Linked DNA regions of Sus scrofa: all the other regions are linked to region 3. Evidence: chromatin contacts called from public Hi-C and HiChIP or PLAC-seq data. All regions are on one chromosome and are shown on one strand. Each heading gives the region's core, a stretch centred on a gene start, on an enhancer-like site or on the middle of the called end of the contact. The rest is flanking DNA. Distances are from core to core; before and after follow the strand shown. Region 1 holds the start of SYNC (syncoilin). Region 2 holds the start of RBBP4 (histone-binding protein RBBP4). Region 3 holds the start of ZBTB8B (zinc finger and BTB domain-containing protein 8B). Region 4 overlaps KIAA1522.

Region 1 (5,997 bases), core at 27-2,526, 170 kb before region 3:
CATCCGCTTGCGAGCGCCCCTGATGCTCTCACCCTTCAGTCCTCAAGTCACTTCTAGGCACAGTCACACACACACACTGTATACACGCCCCTCAGCCCAGTCACGACAGCCACAGCATGGCCACGCCAACACTCCACAACCAGCACCAGCACTACTCAAAATCACCGCCGCCTCGCTATACAGTCACACGCTCCTATGCCCACTCACAGGCATGTACCCCGCCCCCCAGTCATCACAGGGTCACGCGTGGACACACAATGCCAGTCTCCCCGCCACACTCCATACGCACAAACACGTGGCGTTCATACAGTCGCCAGCAGGCACAGAGATCCCAACACACAGCCCACATGCGTTCAACAGAGCCGCACTGCTGCCCCACCCCCACCCCTCGCTGCAGGCCTCTCTGATTAAAGACATCCAGCCCCTCCGCTTGTTATGGTGCACAGCATTCTTCTGCGATTGAGTCAAAGAGCTCCCCAGACAGAGGGGCTAAGTGGAAAAAAGGCATCAGGAGGGAGAATGCCGGAGGCCCAGGTCTGGAAGGGGCCAGACAGCTTCTCGCTTAGGGAGAAAGCAAGCCTTCAGTGTTTAAGTTTGATCCCCACACTGGTGGACTTCGAACTTGGGGAAGGGGAGCGCGCCTTGGAGTGGACCGCACTGCGGGCGGGGGTGACAGGTGGAGCAAGCGGAGAGACCCCAGGAAACCTCGCAGCGCAGGGGCGGAGAGCGGGTTAAATACGGACTCAACCTCAGAGGCTCCAACCCTCCCGAGCAGTCCTCCCACCGCCCTTCTCCAGGCTCCCGACTGTCCCCAAATGGACGGGGTGTGGCGTTACCCCTCCTCCTCCAGCCCTTGGCGACAGCTGCGGGGCACAGCTCTCAGGCGCCGGGGGAATCGCAGGGCGGCGGCGGACACCCCTGAACTCCTGCGGGCGGCGGGCGGGGTGCTGGGTCCCTCGAGGTCCCCAACCCCACACCCAGCCCCCTCCCGGGACGGCCGGGCAAGGCAAGCGCTCCCCTGGAGCTGCAGAGCCACCTTCCTCCCCGCACCCCCGCAGCTAGGACCCTTGAAAGGGAAGGGTGGAGAGAGAGAAGGTTCGGGAAGACCTAGGGATGGCCGGTTTTGGAGACGCCGACCCCCCATACCCTTCTCCCCCGGCTGGTCCCGGGAGGGGCGGCCTCTCCCCGCCCCTGGGCCGCGCGGCCGCTCCCTCCTCCCGCGGAGGAGCCCGGGCCAAGTGGGCGCGCCCGGCCCGGGGCCGGCGGGATCCGGTGTCGGCTGCAGCTGGCAGTGCTGCTGGCGGGCGCGGGCGGCCCGCGGGGCCGGCTATTAATACCGCGGCCGCCCAGCCCGGGTCGTGCAGCCATGGCCAGCCCGGAGCCCCGGCGCGGCGGGGACGGCGCCGCCCAGGCCGCGAGGTAGGAGCGTCCCGGGCCCGCGTCGCCGCCTCTGGGGAGGGGGTGCCGGCGGGATCCCCTCCCCCCGCGAGCGCCTGTCGCCGGGGCGGGGGGCGGGGCAGGGGTCCAGCCGGGGTGGGGCACGGGGCGGAGCCACCGGCCAAGGGAGAGCGGGGAGTCCGGCCTGGCCAGCACCTCCGTTTGTCTGGGGCTTTTTATAGTCCCCCCTCCCCCTCCCACGGGCGGCGTGAGGGTTAACCCCTTTACATTAGAGGGCATCAATCGTCAGATGCCCTTCGGCCCACAGGGGCCAAAGACGCTACCCGTTTTCTTTCATTCCTCACCCCAAAGGCAAGTGGAGATGGAGGCCTCCAGCTGCTGAATTCGCCCTGTGGAAGATGCTTGGTGCAAGGTTGGGCAGCGGCCAGCTTAGAGTTGAGAGTTCAGGAAGCTCATTCTCTCTGGTCCAGGGCCTGGCATGGTGTGGGGGCAGGGTCTCCTGTCCTAGACCCGCAGGAGGGCCTTGGCTGGCCAGGAGCCCTGGAGGGGAGGCTCTGTCCCTCCCTCCCTCCCTCCATCCATCCATCCCTCCATCCATCCTCATAGTGAGCTTGCCACTGGTTAGGGGGAAGGGACCTGTGGCTGAAGGGTTTGAGGTGAGGAGGCAGCGTTTCCGCCCCAGGTTAGCCTGTAGCCCTGGACTTCCTACTGTACCAAGAGGTAGAGGTGCAGATACACACACGTGACGCCCCTCCACTGTCACAGTTTGACACATACACTCACTTGTACTGCGGTACCCACATGTGGGTACACACGGAGCCAGCCACACACCAACTCAGGCCTGCACAGGGTCACAAACACTCCAGCCATAGCCTTGCTGGACAGGGTAGGGAGCTGCTGGAATACTTGAGGGACAGGGACGGAGTGGCAGAGGTGGCCCAAGGAAACCTGAAGTCAGGGGTCACAGCTGAGCTGCCTCCCTTGCCCCCTACCTCCCATCATCACCTTTTTCCCCCAGCTCCTTAGAGAGAGGCAGCTGTGTGAGGGCAACACCTAACAGAGGCCTGGCACTGTGGGTGGGGTGACCGAGGCAACATGGTGTGTGGTAACAGCGCTGCCTGCGAGTCAGGAGACCTAGGTTCTACTTCCAGCTTTGCCACTTGACCTTGGGCAAGTTTCCCCCTTGGATCTCAGTCCATTGCTGCCTGTCTTCTACAGAGCCCCACCCTGGGGTATAGAGAAAATAACTGCGCTTGTCCTTAGGAAATGGACTGTCAGGGAAGATAGACCCAGGCACTTCCATAATACAAAGCACTTAGTGCAAAGATGAGCTGCATACAAAGTGCCTTGAGAACACGAGAATGCAGGTTGTCTGGGAGATGCTTCACAGAGGAGGTGGAGTTTGAGCAGGGCTTGAGGGTATGTAGAAATTTGTTAGCTAAATAGATATAAATATATTTTGAATGCCAGGGCCAAGCTCTATTATATCTGCAGTAACTGTTTGACTTCTTTCAGACCTCATGCCTATTCTAAGAGGAGAGTGATAAAAAGGAGCTCTGGCTCTGGAGCCAGACTGCCAGCCTTCTCTAGGCTCCACAATTTACAAACTATAGAACTTGGAGATTTTTTTTTTTTTTTTTCTTTTTAGGGCCACACACGCGGCACATGGAGGTTCCCAGGCTAGGGGTTGAATCAGAGCCACAGCTGCCGGCCTACACCACTGCCCCAGCAACAGCAGATCTGAGCCGCATCTGCAACCTATACCACAGCTTATGGCAACGCCAGATCCTTAGGCCACTGATTGAGGCCAGGGATCAAACCCGCAATCTCATGGTTCCTAGTCAGATCATCTCCACTGCGCCACCATAGGAACTCCAGAACCTTGAGATCTGTAGTCCGCTTTGGTTTCCTCATCTAAAAAATAGGGATAATAGATGAGCATTGTATAAAAGAGTATTCTGGTAAAAGAGTACTCATCTAAAAATTGGGGATAATAGATGAGCATTGTATAAAAGAGTATTCTTGTGCCTGGAACACAATTACATCATTCCAGGGTGGTGGGATGAGCAGCCAGAACATGGTATGAGGGCTGTCTGCTGGGAAAGCAGGGACTCTGTCGAGGATCTGGGTAGGGCTGACTGGCTGAGCAGGTGCACCCTTCCCAGCACTAGGAGATCTACCTTTCCAGGTAGTAGGACTGTTCTCTAGTCAGGTGGCATATAGCGAGCTATATTTTCTCAGCTGGTCTCTTTAGATACTGTGGGCTAGGAGTAGGGGGTGTAAAAGTTAACACATGTTGGAGTTCCTGTCGTGGCTCACTGGTTAACGAATCCGACTAGGAACCATGAGGTTGCAGGTTCGATCCCTGGCCTTGCTCAATGGGTTAAGGATCTGGCGTTGTTGCCATGAGCTGTGGTGTAGGTTGCAGACGTGACTCGGATCCCGCGTTGCTGTGGCTCTGGCGTAGGCTGGTGGCTACAGCTCCGATTAGACCCCTAGCCTGGGAACCTCCATATGCCGTGGGAGTGGCTCAAGAAAAGGCAAACAAACAAACAAAAAGTTAACACATGTTCCAGATCATCAAGCACTGGGTAGACTGTGGGGAGTAATGTGAGATGAGGCTGAAGTGTGTTGGGGCCACATGGAGAAGAGCTTTGAATCTTTGCTAAGCAGCTGGCTCTCTATGGGTGAAGTGGAGCAACATGGTTTGCTTTATATTACGGCAAGCCGCAGCACTGTCAAAGATAGACTGAGAGGAGAAGGCTCGTGGGAAGGCTGGTACAGAAGTGCAGGTGAGAAGTGATGACTTGGACAAGGGCCCGGGCAGTGGGGTGAAGAGGGGGGTGGAGAATGGAGACTTTCTGAGATAGAAATGTCATTTCTCAGTGAGTTTGGTTGTTTCAAGACTGCTTGTCTCATCAGCCTGGTATATGGTGACGTGTTTCTCTGAGCTGGAAAATACAGGCGTAACAAGCTCAGGGAGAAGGATGGTTTGGTGGCAGATGAGTTTGAGGGGCCAAGTAACATCAGCTAAAGATGTCTAAAAAAAACCCACTCCATCTCTGGCAAAGGGACGTGAATGGACTAGGTGATTGTTGAGTTGTCTTCAGGCTTTAGGTTTCGGTGCACCCAGTGACGTCTGGAGCCTGGTGAAGCCACATATTTTGTGGTTTCTAGAGAGCCACCAGGAGATGCAAAAGGGAAGCCAGGGCTTCCTGGAGTGTTAGAGAGGAGGATGGAGAACACAATGATTTAGAATAAAAATAATCTTTGCTAGAAACTTGGGGGTAAGAAACAGCACTTAAAACTTGAACACAAGTAAGCCTTTTCAAGGCAAATAAATCAAATTCTATGATATGTGGGGCTTTTCATTTACACTTTCTATCAAAAAAAGTTTATGGAAACCACATTCAGATACTCCAAATGCACCAGTTATAAAACAGACCGCATTTCTTTCTTTTTTTCTTTTTTTTTTTTTTTTGTCTTTTTAGGGCTGCACCTGCAGCATATGGAAGTTCCCATACTAGGGGTCAAATCAGAGCTGTAGCTACTAGCCTACACCACAGTCACAGCAATGCCACATCTGAGCCATGTTTGTGACCCACACCACAGCTCACAGCAATGCCAGATCCTTACCCACTGAGTGGGGCCAGGGATCAAACCATCATCCTCATGGATGCTCATTGGGTTCATTATTGCTAAGCTGCAAAGGGAATTCCAAGAACCATTTGAAACAGAAAATACTGGGAGTTCCTGTTGTGTGGGTTAAGAACCCGAACCGGCTAGTATCCTTGAGAATTCAGCTCTGACCCCTGGCCCCACTCAGTGGTTTGAGGATCCCGTGTTGCCACAAGCTGAGGCATAGGTTGCAGGTGAGGCTTGGATCTGATGTTGCTGTGGCTGTGGTGTAGGCTGGCAGCTGCAGCTCCGATTTGATCCCTAACCTGGGACCATATGCCACTGGTATGGCCCTAAAAAAGACAGGGGGAAAAAAAAGGGGATCATAGAACTCTAGTTTAAGAGCACTTGCTGAGCTCCATGCTCCAGAAAACAGCCAGCAGCTTACTGTAGAGAAATGCCCTTCCTCACGGGGCTTAGGTCGGAACAGCAGATGCCTCTCTTATTTACCCACAAGAAAGCCAGACACAGACCCTAAAATGCCCATTCTTTGTCTCATAAATGATTAGCTGAACTGTTTGTCCCCAGTGACCAATCTGGACAAAGTGCCTGCTAACCTGACCAAAGTTTCATCAGGCTCCCCAAGAGCCCCTGAACTTGTCCTTAACACTGGAACTGTGAGCAAACCGCTCTGAAGGGAATTAGCCGGCCTCAGGGGCAAATGCTCCCTGGTCCACTGTCTGACCATTCCCTCCTCCAGCCTCCCTGTACCTGGTCTTTCTAGCCTATTGACTCCTCCCTATAAAAGAAACTCCCTTGCAACATGCATGGACCTAGGGATTCCCATACTAAGTGAAATAAGTCAGGCAGAGAATGACACACATTGGATGATACAACATATATAAAGAATCTTAAAAATAATACAAATGAACTTATTTACACAAGAGAAATAGACTCATAGACATAGAAAATGACCTTCTG
Region 2 (5,697 bases), core at 608-3,107, 130 kb before region 3:
GACAAAACTATAATTCAAAATGATACATGTACCGCTATGTTCACAGCAGCATTATTCACAATAGCCAAGACATGGGAACAATCTGACAGATGAATAAAGATGTGGTACATATATACAATGGAATACTACTCAGCCGTAAAAAGGAAGAAATAATGCCATTTGCAGCAACCTGGATGCAATTAGATGATCATACTAAGTGAAATCAGAAAGAGAAAGACAAATATCATTTATATTGGAGAGTCTAAAATATGACAAACCTATCTACAAAACAGAAACAGACTCAGATATAGGAAATAAATTTGTGGTTGCCAAGGGGGTTGGGAGAGGGAGCAGGAGGTGGGGGTTAGCAGATGTAATAAGCTAGTCTACACGAAAGTGGTAATAAACAAGATCCTACTGTATAACAAAGAAAATTATATTCAGTGTCCTAGGAAAACCATAATGGAAAAGAATATATATCCAAAAAAAAGTGTACACAGGAAACTGTGATTGGGTCACTTTGCTATACAACAGAAACCGAAGAAGCATGGAAAATCAGCTGTACTTTAAAAACATAACTGAATCACTTTGCCGTACAGCAGAAATTTACACAACATTGTAAATCAGTACCTCAATAAAAACAAGTAAATAAAAAGAAAACATCAGTATGTTCTCTCTTATATGCTAAACTGCAAAATAATTTTACATTTTGCCTTACTTTCTGGCCTAGGAAAAAAATGTCACCAATAGGCTTTGATCACGTGTCCTCTACGGGTGACTGGAGAGAGGAAAACAGGGAAAATCAATGTGAGAAATCTACACTGAGGACACAACAAAACAGCATTCGAGAGATTCCTATCACCTGGTTACATCTGGAAGCCACTGTGCAGTTAGGCTGGGCCACTCCAGAGCATGGGTCATCACCAAATCGTAAAGAAAAGGGGTGTTCTTTTTCCATATTTTGTACTCTTCGTTGATCACACGTTCTTCTACTGCGTCATCAAAGGCTGCTAAAAAATTAAGAACAAATTAAGTTAGCGACCACAAACGGAAACCGAGTAAACACTTCCAAAGCTACCGTCACGGCTCCTGAATCCTGATTCTGAAATGGAGATTAGTCTAGATCTCCCGGAGGCGCAGGCACCACCACCGCTCTCCAGCTTCGCCGGGCGGGAACTGCTCGGGTAATCCCGACCAGACACTCCGTTAGCCCTTCGGGCGACGGCGCCCGCCGTCGAGCGCACAGAACCGACGGTGAGACCGAGCACCGACCCCTGCGGGTAGGGAGAGCGGCCGGGAGGACCCGGAGAGAGGCAGGTAGACCGACGGGGAGCGCGGGAGGGACCAAACACCCCCCCCGAGGCCACCACGGCCAGCCTCACACCGCTGCGCCGGGCCTCCGCTCCAGAGGGGCTGGCGCGCCATGAGCCCGCCCCGCGGGGCGATTTTTCCTCACGCCTGCGATGGCGGGGACGGCCCTAGGCAGAGTCTGGCCTGCCCCCACCGTTAGGCCGCGTTGAGGCCGCGGCGCAAGCCTGACTCCTCCCGCCCTCCTGGGGCGGCCCCGGCACCCTCACCTTCCTTGTCCGCCATGGCGTACAGGCAAGCCGGGGGGATCCTGGGGCAGAGCGTTGCGAGAGGGGCGGGGAGGCTGCGAGCGCTCCTTCTGCGCGCGCGGCCTCTATTGTTTCCTGCTGCCCCTGCGTGAGGGCCGACTCGCGCACCTTCGCGCCAACATCGGCCAATCGGAGTGCGCCGAACGTCGGTGTGGGCGGGGAAGCCGCGATCGCAGCCTATCCAGACGCGCGGAGCAGCTTGCCTCCAGGCCCAGGCGCGCGCTCTGCCCCTGCCCCCACACGGCCCCAAGCCGACTTCCTCCGATCACGCGCGCGCGCTCGCGCGCGCGGGAGTAGTAGAAGTGCACCCGCCCGGGGTCACGTGAGAGGTTTAGTCCGCACGCTTTTGGGGGCAGCCATTTTCGTGAAGGGTGTTAAGCTAGCGACCCCTTCAAAGTAGTACTTTAGATGGGAAAATGTAGGATGCTTCCGGGTCTAGTTATCTATTGTGGGGCTAGGCGGCAAGAAAAGGCCTCTATCATTCAGATCGAAAGGTGTCTAATTCGTGTCCCTTATTCCACGTCCTCCAAATTATTTGTTTCCTTAGTCGTAGGAAGAACTATTAAGCAAGAGCAGAAAGTGGGTCCTTCGACTTTTAATGATGTGCTCCAAACCCTGGGACACAGAACGGAAGTCTAGAAGGATTAAGTACCTCCCAGGGAATGGAGCCCTGGTCCTTTAAGGGTGTGCCAAGGGGCGGAGTCTAGAGCGGAAGTTATAAGTCAGGGCCGAAGTCCAGCTGAAGAAGGGCGGAAGCTGAGTTTGGGTCCAAAAGCACAATCATGGCGCTGGAAGGGGAAGATTTTAGAGATTACAATTTGACTGAGGAGCAGAAGGCGATCAAGGCCAAGTATCCTCCAGTCAATCGGAAGTACGAGTGTGAGTAGGTGTCTCACTTCTCTCATTACCTGGGGCTTCTGGCCTCGCCTTCCACTTTGTCCCCTACGGTACTTCCGGCACGTTCCCTTTTAGCCCTGTTTGTCTCTTCTGTGCTTGTCCCGCGGATGCTGAAGGGAAAAGCCACCCGGTCTGAATCGGAAATCTGGGCTTCCACATTTAGTCTTTTGAACTTTTTCTACGTGTGCCTATTCACGCTTACTTTGTGGGAATTTTATTGGTGTATTAATTCTAAACACAACCGTGTTTTCAAGCGTTTGCGGAGTTGTCGTCTCCTAAGAGTGTGGCTAGGTTAGGGGACTGAAAGCTCTCAGTAGGGAACTTCTAACTTGGTGTTTTACCTGTATCGTGTTAGTAAAAAGACCTGGTTTTGCCATATTTAGTTAAGTGACTTTAGGCAAATCACATAACCTTTCTTTGCATTCAGTTCCTTCATGTGAGGGATAATTGAGATAAAAATAAATGTGAAAGTGTAGTGCAGACTCTGAAGTTCTATATAAACCTTAAGCTATCATCCCTAAAGGTGGCTGTGGTCTGGGAAGGACTAATCTGACTCTAATATCCCTGCTTAAAATATTTCATTAAATTCCCCTTGTCTTCAGTATAGAATCCAACTATTTACCATAGCTTACTAGGCTTAGTTCTTTCTGGACCCTGTATGTCTCCCTACGCTCATTTTTCTCTCACTTAGCAATTTTTAAAAATTACTTTTAATAAGTTCTATACATGATGCCAAATTCAAAAAGTACAGGGAGTTCCCACTGTGGTACAGTGGGTTAAGAATCTGACTGAAGTGACTCAGGTTGCTCTGGACGTGCAGGTTGGATCCCCAGCCCAGTGCAGTGTGGAAACCAATCCGACTAGGAACCATGAGGTTGCAGAGTCAATCTCTGGCCTGGGAACTTCCAGCCCAGATTTCTAGCCACCTAGTCTTTGTCTCCAGATCAGCCATTCTTAACATTTTCTTATATGTACATGTAGAGATGGACATTTAGTTTAGTTAACCACTTTCTAATTGATGGACATTTATGTTTTTATTCTTTTACAATTGGAAACAATGCAGCAGTGAGTATACTTGTACATCCATTGCTTGGCACCTGTGCAAGTATATCTGTGGAATAAATTTCCAAAAGTTACATTGTTTTGTCAAAAGGCAACTGCTTTTTTTTTTTTTTTTGCCCTCCCCTCCAGCCTGTGGAAGTCCCTGAATCAGGGACTGAACCTGAGCTACAGCAGCAGCCCAAGCTGCTGCAGTGACAATGCAGGATCCTTAATCTGCTGAGCCACAAGGGAGCTCCTGCATTTTTAACTTCAGCAGTTATTGCCAAATAGCTCTCCATTGAAGTTGTGCCTGTTTATACTCTCCCCAGCATCTTTTCTCATACTTTTGCCAGTTTACTGTTACCATACTTTTTGGTCTTTTCCAGTTTGTTGAGTGTCTTGTTACACTAATTGCATTTTTCTCACTATGAGTGAGGTGGAACATATTTTCGTATGTTTGGAGCTATTTGTGTTTCCTTTTCTGATATGTATATTCTTTTTTTTTTCCTTTTTTTTGCTTTTTTTATTAGGGCTGCACTCGCAACATATGGAGGTTCCCAGGCTAGGGGTTGAGTCCAAGCTACAGCTGCCAGCGTACACCACAACCACAGCAATGCAGGATCTGAGCCATGTCTACAACCTACACCACAGCTCATGGCAATGCTGGATCCTTAACCCACTGAGTGAGGCTAGGGATTGAACCCGAAACCTCATGGTTCCTAGTCGGATTCGTTTCCATTGCACCACAACAGGTACTCCTATATTCATATTTTTTAATCCATTCTTCTACTGGGTTGTTGGTCTTTTTTACTATGTAGAAATGTACTTTTTAAATTTTTTTTGGTTTCACGTGTGGCAGAGGAAATTCCAGGGCCAGGGATCAAACTGGTGCCATAGCTGCAGCCTGAACCACGGCAGAGATAACTGCTGGATCCTTAACCCACTGTGCCACAAAGAAACTCCTATTACCCATTTTTATAGCTTCTGTGATGTCATACTTAGGCCTTGCCTACTCTGAGGTTGTAAACTAATTCTCCCATGTTTCCTTCTAGTATAATATTCCTATCTGTATAATTCAATGAACTAATTTTTTTCCTAATGTAACACAGTCAGGCATACATAAAATCTGTTCGGAGCACAAGATAGCACAGTGGATTTTAATGTTACAGAGTATGAAAAGTTCACTGTTAGAGCTTCAAATTCCACATTGCAAATAACCTTTAAAAAACTACCATGTTTCTAGTTTTGGGGTAGTAGCAAGGAAGACTATACAGTTTTTGTTTCTCTCTCCACTTCAGCTGTACTGCTCCTGTACATTTTTTATTAAGCTGCTAAAATACTCTTTTCCTTCTACCTCCTGCATATATATCTGTCACATTGGGTTTTATTTATGTACTTTAACTAAACTGTCATATTGCAACACATTGAAAAGTCAGACATTATAAATATTCGCAGGAGTTCCCATTGTGGCTTAGTGGAAACAAATCTGACTAGTATCCCTGAGGATATGGGTTCAATCCTTGGCCTCGATCAGTGGGTTAAGGATCCAACAATGCCTTGAGCTTGTTGTAGGTTGCAGATGAGGCTTGGATCTTGGGTTTCTGTGGCTGTGGTGTAGGCTGGCAGCTGTAGCTCTGATTTGACCCCTAGCCTGGGAACTTCCATATACTGCACCTCTGGCCCTTAAAAAAATTTTTTCTTTTTGCAGAGATGCTGAACAGTGCCACTCTTCTCACTAAACTTTTTGAAAAATACAGGGTTTTTTTTTAAATTAAAATATGTAATTTATGTTATACTATGAGCTTATTTTTATTTTATTTTTAATTTTTTTTTTTTTGTCTTTTCTAAGACCACACCAGTGGAATATGGAAGTTCCCAGGCTAGGGGTCTAATTGGAGCTGTAGCCACCAGCCTATGCCAGAGCCACAGCAACGTGGGATCGAGCCACTTCTGCAAACTACATCATCGCTCATGGCAACGCCAGATCCTCAACCCACTGATCAAGGCCAGGGATTGAACCCACAATCTCATGGTTCCTAGTCGGATTTGTTAACCACTGAGCCACGACGGGAACGCCAATGAGCTTACTTTTCAATGAATGAATAAGTAGTTAAATTTTTTTTTTTTTTTTTTTTTTTGTCTTTTTGTCTTTTGTTGTTGTTGC
Region 3 (5,567 bases), core at 2,623-5,122:
GCTCAGACTCAATCCCTAGCCCAGAAACATCCATATGCCCTGGGTGCAGCCCTTAAGAAAAAATGCTTTGGACAAAATATGTTTGTTCAATACAAAGGAATACTCCTTCTCACCGGCTAAGTAGAACAAGTATAAATCACATTAAAATTCTTCTGCTAGTGACAAAGACAGAAGCTGACCTTCCCTGAGCTCTCTTCTCCATCCTTGCCCATCTCACAAACGACACAGCCATCTGTCAACTTAGCACTTTTATTTATTGACCCACTGAGCTCAGAGAAGTTCCTACATCTTCTCTCTCCAATAGGAATCCCAAAAGGCCTAGTGAGAGCTGCCAACCACAGCTAACAACTCCTCAGCACTCTTCCCGAAGAAAAACGGAACACGATAATTACCTCACCCAACAGAAATGAGGCACCTCCTCCCTCCAGAAAGTCTTTCCATGGACAAAATAGATCCCTCAAGGCCTAAGCACTAACTGAACAGACTTTACTCATAAAAGACCACCAACAAGCTTATTAAATGGCAATTTACACCTACATTATACACATTTATAACAAGTGATGCATTAAGTTTAGAAACTAGAGAACCAATTAGGGAAAGAAGTAGAGGAGCCTCTATAAGCAAGTAAACTGACAAACTTCAAAGTGAGAACTGACAGCTAGGAAAAGGTAAAAAAGTTACAAAAAACCGACCTAGAAATGTTTTCAAAATATCAGCCCGAGGCCCCCTAGCTAAGGGTATTAAATGTTCCTACATGTTCAAAATGGCCTAAAGACATCATGAAATCATAGCCCAGGGCTATAATGGATGGGCCTAAGTCATCGAGATGATTCCTTTCATATTCATTTTAAACTCAAGGAAGTTATAATTTCAGGAATTTTCTTTCATCCAAAGTAATTACAACTAACATTTTGATTCAGAAAGGAAGAGAACTGTCAGCTAAAAAATGCTAATTCTTCCCCCCCAAAAAAAACTCTGAAAGTTTTCTTAGGACTAAGGTTTCGCTGTCATTCTCACCTCTTTCAGCTGCTCCAACCAAACCTTCTGGTCTTTGGCAATCAAAATATTAAGGGAAAAACAAGATACAGGAGAATGTTACATTTAAATACATTCTAGTCTTCCTCTAGTCTTCCTCAAAACTGAAAGTCCTACCAGACTGGGAAAGTCACATTTTTCAATGTAATAATGTCCACTGTTCATGCAAATGTAATTTGGAACACCATTTCAGAGGGAAATTTATCAACCTATATCAAAACTTAAAATGTTACACATCTTTTGCCCCCAAGATTCCATGGCTAAAAATGACCCTTTTGGAGGTATTCCCAAAAGTACATCAAATCATAATTTCAGAGATGTCTATTGTACCAGGTTTTTGTAAAACCTGGTTAATGCAAAAGTAGAAACAATCTGAATGTCCACCAATAGGGGACAAATTAAATCAATGAGGTACATTCACACAGGGGAATACTATGCAACCATTCTTTTCATGAGTTGGAGTTGTATGTATTTGTAAGAAAAGATCACTAAGATATATTGGAAAAAGGCAAGATGCAAAACAAAATATAGCATACAACCCTATCTATGTATATGCTCTTGCTGGTATATGTAAGAAGTTTTTTTCCTGGGAGAATATATGAGCAAGAATCAACAACAGACACCGTTGAGGAGAGGGACTAGGGGCTAAGAGGTGTGTGGAAGGACTTGCATTTTTCATTTATAATCTTTTGATTATAACAATATATAGTTATAACAATACATTGTTACATCTTTCACTGTGTGTGCACATATTGCTTTTTTTTTTTTCTTTCCTTTTTAGCAAAGAATAAAAAGTGGAGGGATTAAGGAGTTGGTAAATCAGGGAGATAAATACCTAAGTAGGTAAAGTACTTTTCAACTTGTGGAACGTTCTTATCTACAGGGTATCCTCCCAGGCACTTGCATTTTTCACTGGAAGATGCTACTTTTCAGCAATAGTGCCAGAAACTCATTTCCTCTGACATTCTCTCTGCAAACATTCTGAATTCCACCTGGTCATCTAAACACTCCCTGACTTTGCGAAAGTCTATCTACATACTTTGTTCAAATGTTTCTCCATGGGAGTTCCCGTCGTGGCGCAGTGGTTAACGAATCCGACTAGGAACCATGAGGTTGCGGGTTCGGTCCCTGCCCTTGCTCAGTGGGTTAGCGATCTGGCGTTGCCGTGAGGTGTGGTGTAGGTTGCAGACGTGGCTCGGATCCCATGTTGCTGTGGCTCTGGCATAGGCCAGTGGCTACAGCTCCGATTCGACCCCTAGCCTGGGAACCTCCATATGCTGCAGGAGCGGCCCAAACAAATAGCAAAAAGACAAAAAAAAAAAAAAAAAAAAAAGTTTCTCCAATCCTGTATTTGGCATACAGTATGGAAATATTTATTCACATCAATCCCACTCGCTTTTGTCATTCTGCATCCCTGGGACATGCTGAAGATCACCACTTCTCCTGGAAAAGAAGCTCTTAGGGTACATCACTCCCAGAGGCACATTTATCCAGTCTAGCAGTGACCCTCCCAACCTTCCCATGGTTCAGTTCAACACTTATTGGCTACATGCAATGCCTGACACAAGGAAGATGCCAGAAATAGAAAAATGAACCAAGTACAGCCTGTCCTCCAGGAGAGGGCAGATGCCAACACCACCACCTGCAACAAACTCCCACACTCCCCTGGGGGGATCGCTGTCTTCATTCCAGCGCCAGAAGCAGCTTTGAATTCCACCCACTCTTTCTGACAACGCTCCTCCAGTCTCACCAACAGAATAATGAAAACCTGCTCATCAATTGTTAGCATTTACTGAGCACGACTCCTCATGAAGCACTGTAAGAAGTACTTCACAAGAATTAATTAATTTTAACCTCACTATAACCCGGTGCAATAGATAAAATCATTACATCCTCTTTTTCAGAGGAGAAAATTGAGGTTCAAATTACAGATAACACACTCAAACTAGGATTGAGACTGAGCTTGGTTTGGGTCCAGAGTTGACGTCCTTTAACTACTATGCCAACTGGACTTCCTGAACCCTCCAGAACGCTGTGAGAAGAGCTGGGGAAGTCATTCACTCCTTTTCCCCAACGCACGGAGTGGAGGGGAACGACTCGGAAGAAGAGTTTCCACTCCCACAGAAAGTATTTCTGGATCAACTTCATCTTTGATTCACCGGTTAAACTCGCAAAACAAGAGGATGCTCCCCCTCATCTGGAGTCTGACGACCCTGCAGAAATCACGGGAACCGGTTACTGGACACGATCTTGGGCCCTTGAGTGTGGGAACCGAGGCCCTGTCCCTCCCATGGCCTCTCTGGCACAAAGTGACCAGCGCCGCGACGGTCACTGCCCCAGTCTGGCCGAGTCTTTGCGCCCGGGTATCTTCAGAACGAGCGCGCGCCCAAACCACCAGCTGAACGACGCCGAGGCTGAAGGCTGCCCAAAGTCTGGGAAAGCGGAGGACTTGCTGCCCCGCCGCCCCTCCCCATGCTGGAGGGGAGGGAGGGGATCGGTCATCGAGGGCAGCTTCGCACGGGGGTTCGGGGAGTCGCCGGGGCCAGGTGGTCCGAGGGAGGCCGAGCGAGGAGTATCCCCATCCGCTACCCCCCATACCCCCCACCGGGTGCCCTGAATGCTCCCCAAGCCAATGAAAACCTCAGCGAAAACCTGCTTCTCAGCTCTCACCTTCCGGTGTGTTCCAGCCGCGCGGCCGCCGAGCTACGCGCAGCGACACGCCCCCCTTTCATTCACCTGTCGCCCCCTCCAGTGAGAGGCGAGGCAGCTGACCAATCATGGACGCTCCTGGGCTCAGGAAGGCGGATCCTTTGGCCAGCAGGTTGTTCAATGGCGCCGGTGCCCGCTCGGGAGGATGCGCTCTGAAGGCTCCAGTACTCGCTGGGTGATGGGAATTGTGGTCTCAGTGTTCATTTTTTCCAGTAAAGATACTGTGGACGAAACTACAAGTACCAAGATGCCAAGAGGGGCAAAGATCAGTGCTTGTAAAAGGCTGGAGATCGGTTCTGTCTTCTGAGACCAGCTCGAGGGACCTGCCAAGTATCAGCCTCTTTGTCCGGAGAGCTAAAAGCACGTCGTGCATATTAATACAGCCTGGAGAATAAGATCTATAACCTGTCAGTCCGCACACTTTTTACAACTGCCAGCGCTCTCCGCAAAAATTCTGGAAATGAATAAAATGATTTCACCTACTCAACAGGTTTTTCTTGAACACCTGCAACACTCTCTTCCCTTGAAAGGCTTTCAGATTTGTATTTACAAGTGAAATTATTAAATAGCATTACCTACATGTTCTTAAGTAATAGTACAATCACGTTCTGAGAAGGCTGTGTAAGAGACAAACCAGGTTACCACTCTCAGAGACCTTAGTTCTAATGGGGAGGGGGATGTATTTGTTTGCTAGGGCTGCTCTTAACAAAGTACCGCAAACTGCTTAAAAAAAAAACAGAAATTTATTGTCTCACTATTCTGGAGGCTGAAAGTGCAAAATCAGGTGTAGTCAGGGTTAGTTCCTTTTGAAGGAAGGAGGTCTGTTGCAGGCCTCTCTGGCTTATAGAGGACCATCTTCATGGTCACATGGAGTCCTCCCTGTACACATTTCTGTGTTTAGATTTCCCCTTTTTATAAGGACACCAGTCATATTGGATTAGGGGTTCACTCTACTCCAGTATGCCCTCATCTTGATCAATTACATCTGCAACAACTATTTCCAAATAAGGTCATATTCTTTTTTTTTTAAATGATTTTTAAATTTTTTTTCATTATAGTTGGTTTACAGTGTTCTTTCAATTTCTACTGTACAGCAAGTGACACAGTCACACATATATACATTCCAAATAAGGTTATATTCTGAAGTACTGGGGTTAGAATTTCAACATAGGAATTGGGGGAGTGATAGGGGACACAATTCACTCCATAATAGGGAGAGATGGCCAATAAAACTTTAAACAGGAAATAAGAGAGTTCCCTGGTAGTCTAGTGGGTTAAGGATACAACACTGTCACTGTTGTGGCTCATGTTCAATCACATGCCATGGGTTTGGCCAAAAAAAAAAAAAGGAAATAGATGAAGTACATGGCAAAAAAACAGGGTAGTGAAACAACAAAGAATGATTCGGTGGCTAGGTTAGGTTAAGGGACAGAAATGGCCTCTTTGGTTGAAGGTATTTCAGCTGAGACCCTAATTAGGAGGAATGAGCCATGCTAAGATTAAACAAAAGAGTATTCCAGGCAGAGGAAGAATTAGTACAAAGGCTCTAAAACAGAAATAAGAGGATAACCCCCGGGGAAGGGGGGTGGATGACAGACAGATGAGCTTAACAAACACGCAACCTGTGCCATCCCATGAAGCCATACTCTCAGAAAGTCCCCATCTTGATTTAATGTGCACTAGCTTAATTGCCCTCTTGCAATTCTTAATAATTTTTTAACATGGGAGCCCTATATTTTCATTTCGAACTGGGCTCCAAAATTATATAGCCAGTCCAGGTGACAGAAAATGTGAAGATAGGGGAGCAGAGGCCAGATCACATA
Region 4 (5,947 bases), core at 525-3,024, 230 kb before region 3:
CCAGAGGAAGCTGGGCCTTCCTGCGTCTAAGCCTGCGTCTTCCTTCTTTGTTCCAGACCTTTCAGATGAGGTGCCTGAGGAGCCTGTGGGCCCTTGCATGTACTCAGACTGGCAGGCTGAGGCTCTGTGTGAGGGACTTGACACATTTCCTCATCTGCTCTGCAGTCTGTGACAGGAGACGATCCTCATTTCACCTGCCAGGAGACCTGCCAAGCCACACGGGTCACCAGAAGTGCCGGGGCCAGGACCAGAGCCCTCCCGGGTCCCTCCTGCCCACCTTGACCTTAGAGCTCCCATTCTTTCTTTGCCCTGAAGGGCGCTGACGTGCATGGCCTGCCCCGAATTCATTCATGCCTTCAGCACACGGCGAGCCCAAGTCACTGTTCTGGGTGCTTGGGCTACCTCCGTGAACGTACACATTCACTCTTCTCGTGGAATTACCACCACGTGGGTGACTTTTTCTAGTTTATGCCTTAGCTCCTCGGCTAGACGAAGCGCTGCTTCTGGAGGGCGTTTAGAGTGGTTTCTGCCTCTCTCCATCCTCCCGCAAGTGGCACACGGCTTTGTCTCCTCTGTTCTTTCCTAGTTTTCCAAGCTGGTTCTTTGACTCACTCATTTTTTTCTGGCTATAAAATGAGTTTTCATTGTATAAATGTCTAAAATGTAGGGGAAAACAAAGAAAAGAAAATATCCATCGTCCTGCCACCCAGAGATCCTGGAAAATGTCATTAGTGATCATTTCCTTCTGCACTTTTTCTCTGCCCAGCAGTAATAATATAGTTTCAGTTTGAGGTATTACCATGGGTTTATTCTGCTTTTTTAATTTACCTTTATGCCTCAAAAATGTCCCCATCTTTTTAAGTATTGAGGGGGGAACCTCATCACGTATGTGGTGGTATATCATAATTATCATCATTTAACCAAAACTTTATTAGATGTCGAGGTTAAGTTTTTCCCTCTTAGAGTGCACTGATGGCTGGCCTAGTTCTTTGTACTTGTTCATGATTATTTTCTTAAACTAAATCCCTAAAAAAATGAATTTAGCTTAGGCAAAAGACACCTCAAAGTGAAAGCTTTTCACAAACTGCTCTCTTAGAGCAGCTGAGTTACTTTATAGTACTAGTAGTATAAGAGTCTTTGTTTTCTTGCAGGTCCACCACCATCACTACATAATCGCTTTTTGTTTTTCTTGTCCAGGCTGACTTTAAAATTTCTGAGGAGTGCATCGCACAGTGGAAGCAAACTAACTTCATGACCAAGCTGGGGTCCATCTCCTGTAAATCGCTGAAAGGAGGGAACATCAGCTAGCCAACCCTGTGTCATCCTTTCTCCCGTCATCCCGAGTCATCTGCCGTCTCCTTAATTTGCTCCATCCATCCATCACCCATTTACCCATCTCTCAGGACACTGAAGCAGAAAGTTTGAGACTCTGATAGGGGCAGGACTCAGTAAGGGGCAGCTCAGCCTCCCCAGAATCCAGGATCATCCTGTGTGCCTGCAGGGAGAGGCTGGCCTGCCAAGTAGTGATGAGGGCAGGGGAGCACGGGAGTCCAGCTCTGCCTTCTACCCCTGGCAGCTGACCTGAGAAATCTGGTTTCAATATAATAATGTAACTCAAAAAGTTTATGCCACAGTCCTTCTAATTGGAAAAATATCGGTTGCCAGTTTTCCTAGAGTTCTCCCAGCAGCTGTGCCTCTGGCTGGGAGCTGTGCCTGTACTGGGCTAATTACAGCCTCTCCCCAACAGGAAACTGTGGGATTTGAAAAGGAAAGGGAAGGGAAAACAGAGAACCTAGTGGTCTACCAAGTGGTTGGCAGCTTTCCCCAGTGCCTGCCAGCCCTGAGGCTTTGCTCCTGGAATTTTCCTTGATCCTGCTGGGTGGGGACCCTCCCTAAACCAGCTGTGTGTTGTTAACATCAGAATTAGGGTGGGTGGCACAGCCTGGGTTTTCTTAGGGAGGGTGGGGGTACTTCTCCATCAATCAGAACCACTAAGCATCACTGTCATGAATTCAAATAAAACGTCTGGACAAGGATATGTGGATGGGACCGGTCAGTGAGCTGGAACATCTCAGGAGGGAAGCACACAGTGTGTAGCAGCTTCTGGGCCCATCGCCCAGCCGAGGGCTGCTTGGATCTTGGGCTTTTGACCCTGTAAGGGGGCAGGCAGGGGCGGACGAGGCCGGACAGAGGACACCTTAACACTGAAAGGCAGTGTTAAACAGAAGAGGCTCGGTTTCCGGTCCAAAACATTCTCCCTTCGAAATGTGGGCCCAAAGCATTGCCCTACCCTGCCCCATTAAGCAGCAGCAACCACAGCCAAGTTTTAATCATTTAATTATTTAACACCTTCAAATGAAACCCACACAGAGTTCTTCCATGTGTCTCACTCCAGCTTCAGGGGAGAGGGAATGAATTGCTTATATAGACATATCAAAGACTCAGAAATTTAAAGAAATATATATATATATGTATGTATATATACATACTTCTCTAACATTTTTATGGAAAGTAAAAATCAGAGGCTTTTGGTCTCCATGTGCACTAGGTCAAGCTCATCTGCCCCAGAGGCCAAAGAAGGGCTGCCTCTTCCCGAGACCCGCCCTTCTCCTTTGTACTCCGTCCCACCCTCCTTGTGGGGAAACCAGCTCGGAGGATTCTAACTGAAGATAAGGAGCTCAAGTACCACAAGGAGGGCTGGCCCAGAGATCCAGAAGGTGGGCACCCTCCCACCTCCAGCAGCTCTGAGGCTGCTGCCAGGGCCTGGCATCCTGTAAGCTTTGGCCTGGTCCTGGTTCTTGGTTCCCCAGGGGGTTGAGTCAGGAGCTCTGAGCATAGCAGTGCTTCCTGACCGTCCTCTTTCCCCACCTCACTGGTCAGGAGCAAGACATGCCCAACAGCAGCTCTCCGTTACCCAAAGGGCAAGGTAGGAAAGGGGTTATAGCTACAGGGAGAAGACGGTGAGAGAGAGCTCTCAGCCCACATCCCCTGTTCCTAGCTTTTGTCCTGGGAGGGGGTCAGCCTCACTTCTGGGTAGAGGAAAAGCAACTGAAAGCAAGGTTCCCTGCCAGTCTTAAGCCCAAGCCACTGTTGTCCTCAAGGACCAAGGGAGGGCGGCCCTGGTGACAGCCACACTGCGGTGGAAGGAGGCACTAGGACCATCCCCATGGAGCCGCTGGGGCCAGTGTGGAAACCAGCTAACCCAGATAGGTGGCGCAGGTTGAAAAAGGAAAGGTGAAAATTCCCGGAGGAGCATAGCAGGGGCTGCTATCAAGGGGGGCCTACCCAGCCGGCCCCTAGGAGTGCTGAGTGCCCCCACACGGACTAGGAAGGATCTGGAATAGAATGCACCTTTGCTTCCCATCCTGTCACTTAGCATCAGCTCCCCACAGTGGAACCACCTGTGCTGAAAAGCAGCTGCAGAAAGGACACGCCAGAGCAGCAGAGGAAAGGAGGGTCAGGGGATGAAATCCATGCGGCCAGGTCTGGGCCCGCTGGCCAGATAAGCTCCTCCCGGCCAGACCCTCCCCTCCATCCGTGTCTTCAATACTTCCTGTCGAGCTGAGAGGGGTGAGCTTTGCCACAGCCCATGGGCTTCTCCATCTGAAGGGTCGTGCTGGCCCACCCCTACCTGATCAAGTGGAGCCAAGTGCCCCATGAGATAACTCCCTACTCTGCTCTGCTCTCTGAGGACAGAACGAACCTGTGGGCCCCCCTCTGGTTCCCTCTCCCTCACTCCCTTGGGCCCTGGCAGCTTCCTGCTTCCCGTCCCCTGCGTGGAGCACCTGGCAGACCCTAGAAGGCAGGAGGGCGGTTGGTGCTAAGTTGAGGCACAGGAAGGCTAGCCCCCGCTGCACCTTTTGTGCTTTGGAATTCCACAGCCCCACTCCCGCCTCAAGCCTGGAGAAGCCTGCGGGAATACGACTTGCCCACCTCCAAGAAGAAAAGGAGCAAGCTAGATCAGAGGAGGGGGACAGATTGGTCCCAGCCATGGGCTGGCTGCTGGGGACTGATGCTGCTGCCACGTAAACAGGCCCTTGGAATGTGTCTTCATGGGCCCTGGAGGATGGACATGCAGCTACTTTTCAAAAGTGCTTTGATTCTGGACTACAGCATGTGCATGATTTGGACATGAAAAAGAAAATGGGAAAAAACAAAACAAAATAGGTGAGGTGTTCTGTAACCAACTCTGTGGCCTTGAGGCCAGCAGGGGGCGCAGCCACTCACTCCCACCCCCTACCTCCTTCAAGATGAGACTAAGGCCAAGACTGAAGCGGCAGCTGCCAGAAGTGAATCCATTCAGGAAAAGGCATGAGAGCTGGATGACGCGGAGGACAGGACCCACACCAGGCTTGCATAAATATCAAAGGCCGTGGAGGTTAAGGCTGCAGGCGTCCCCCCATCAGGTTAAGCGTCTGCCGTATCCTCTCATCCCTGGAGCCGCACAGGTCCCTGAGATTATGTTCCTGGGATGGGCCAGTGGTGCCAGAGAGATGCCTGATGGTCAGACCAGCTCCTTCTGCGGGCCTGTGGACGGAAAAGAAGGGACATTCAGCAAGGGGCCTCCTAGTTTGGTTCTGGCCACTAAGAGCCCAGGGCACATCCTCACCCCCTCACTTTACTAACCACGCCAACAGCACCGGGCTAGGCATTCTACATCCATTCCCTATGCCACCACAGTGTCTCACCGCCTCCCACTTCACCGTGACGAACGTGAGGCTCGGATGGGTGGATAAAACGGCAAAGTTGGGACTCCCACTCAGTGGCTCCAACTAAAGCCTCATGGAACATGCTCCTTGACTGTAGCTCATCAGAGGTGACAGGCCACCCTTCCCAGGCAACTTGAGGCCAGAAAAATCTTAAGAGCAAGCGCTAATGGCAGGACTCCTGAGCCTTATTTTCCCTTGACCCCATCGCTGCTCACAGTACCTGAGCCAGGCACACCCAGCTTCTGCTCTTCTGGGCCCACCAGCTGTGGGACACCTCCATTCTCCGCCAGCTCCTCCTTAGTCCTGTCTTCGGCCTGGGCGTGAGGGAGCCCGTTGGTGGGAGGAGCAGTGAGGGGCTCAGCCGGAGGGAAGCTGGGGGAGGTGGGTGGGGGGACTCCCCCAGAAGGCTTGCGGGCCACGGGCGGGGGAGCCTTTGGTGGCTTCTTTGTGGCCTGGGGTGGCCGTTGCTCTGAGATACTCCGAAGCTCTGCTACCAGGTTCCGCTGGAGGTCAGCCTGCGTCTCAGGGGACAGGGGCCGCTCCAGCTGCAGCTTCTTAGAGCCCTTGGAGAAGATGAAGCTGGCCGTAGAGGCAGGGGACCGTTGCTCTGCCTCAGGTGGTCCATTGGGTTGGGCACTCACAGGGCCCACGCTGGCAGCCAGATTGGAGGCCTTGAGTCGAACAGCAGCGTGGAGCCCTGAGGAGGGGGCCGGCGTTGGGCTGGCCCGCCCTGATAGGGCCCTTCGTAGTGGCTTCTGGGGGGCTGAGGGTGCTGACGCTGGGTTTGGAGCCACTGTGGGAGCACCCACAGAGCGCAGCCGAACCATCTGCAGGAGGGAGGGTGTGACCAGGGGGGCACCGGCATCCTCCCTGGGAAGCCCCCCACCCCTGCTGCATCCCACTGGTTCCCTCCCAGGGACCTTGGCCAGAAGCCCTGTGACAGAACCAGCAGCAGGCGGGGCTGGCAGAGCTGGAGGAGGGTCTGGGGTACCACAGGGCTGGTTCTGGATAGAGACAGCGGCTGAGGAGGGCTCCAGGGGGTGGGAAGGGCCTGCAGACTCAGGGCCAGCCACAGAGAAGAAGGCCTCCTCAGGTGGAGGGAAGTCGGCCATGGAAAGGTCCTGCTCCTCTGGTGCAGGAGGTGGGGGTGGGGGCCAGTTGGGATCTTGGAGGGGCTCCTCAGCAGTCTCTGGGGCAGACAGGGCCTCCTCAACAGCCTCTGGCTTCTTAGTGGGTGG

The links. A called contact is a pair of places that touch in the nucleus more often than the background predicts. HiChIP or PLAC-seq counts read pairs in DNA pulled down with a chosen protein or histone mark.
Region 1: an H3K27ac HiChIP or PLAC-seq map of skeletal muscle shows a contact between it and region 3, with 4 times the contacts expected there. The contact joins the promoter of SYNC here to the promoter of ZBTB8B in region 3. A contact is called at or near these places in 4 of 47 Hi-C or Micro-C datasets (embryonic fibroblasts, epiblast stem cells, omental adipose tissue and 1 more) and 2 of 2 datasets of contacts at active chromatin or transcription factors (alveolar macrophages and skeletal muscle).
Region 2: a Hi-C map of liver shows a contact between it and region 3, with 2.1 times the contacts expected there. The contact joins the promoter of RBBP4 here to the promoter of ZBTB8B in region 3. A contact is called at or near these places in 1 of 5 promoter capture datasets (fetal skeletal muscle), 5 of 47 Hi-C or Micro-C datasets (brain, embryonic fibroblasts, epiblast stem cells and 1 more) and 1 of 2 datasets of contacts at active chromatin or transcription factors (skeletal muscle).
Region 4: a Hi-C map of fetal skeletal muscle shows a contact between it and region 3, with 2.9 times the contacts expected there. The contact joins the enhancer-like site here to the promoter of ZBTB8B in region 3. A contact is called at or near these places in 21 of 47 Hi-C or Micro-C datasets (adipose tissue, alveolar macrophages, brain and 12 more) and 1 of 2 datasets of contacts at active chromatin or transcription factors (skeletal muscle).

Annotation. Positions count from the first base shown.
Region 1 is chr6:89,021,586-89,027,582 of Sscrofa11.1, reverse strand. It overlaps SYNC (syncoilin), which reads left to right and starts at 1,276. Exons shown (of 5, transcript XM_013999124.2): 1 at 1,276-1,419. The coding sequence starts at 1,367.
Region 2 is chr6:88,983,252-88,988,948 of Sscrofa11.1, reverse strand. It overlaps RBBP4 (histone-binding protein RBBP4), which reads right to left and starts at 1,857. Exons shown (of 12, transcript XM_013999126.2): 1 at 1,557-1,857; 2 at 842-989. The coding sequence starts at 1,572. ZBTB8OS (protein archease) reads left to right here and starts at 1,950. Exons shown (of 7, transcript XM_005665186.3): 1 at 1,950-2,474. The coding sequence starts at 2,378.
Region 3 is chr6:88,854,618-88,860,184 of Sscrofa11.1, reverse strand. It overlaps ZBTB8B (zinc finger and BTB domain-containing protein 8B), which reads right to left and starts at 3,872. Exons shown (of 4, transcript XM_005665201.3): 1 at 3,706-3,872.
Region 4 is chr6:89,084,213-89,090,159 of Sscrofa11.1, reverse strand. It overlaps KIAA1522, which reads right to left. Exons shown (of 8, transcript XM_021095815.1): 7 at 4,930-5,947; 8 at 2,320-4,527. The coding sequence ends at 4,505. It overlaps YARS (tyrosine--tRNA ligase, cytoplasmic), which reads left to right. Exons shown (of 14, transcript XM_013999119.2): 14 at 1,198-2,038. The coding sequence ends at 1,308. Among named protein-coding and RNA genes, the nearest start is that of KIAA1522, 28 kb to the right of the region's middle. Within about 2 kb of position 1,774, at least 6 of the 83 cell types and tissues checked have an H3K27ac peak or open chromatin away from gene starts, as enhancers often do. A contact at or near this core is called in fetal skeletal muscle, where this site is marked.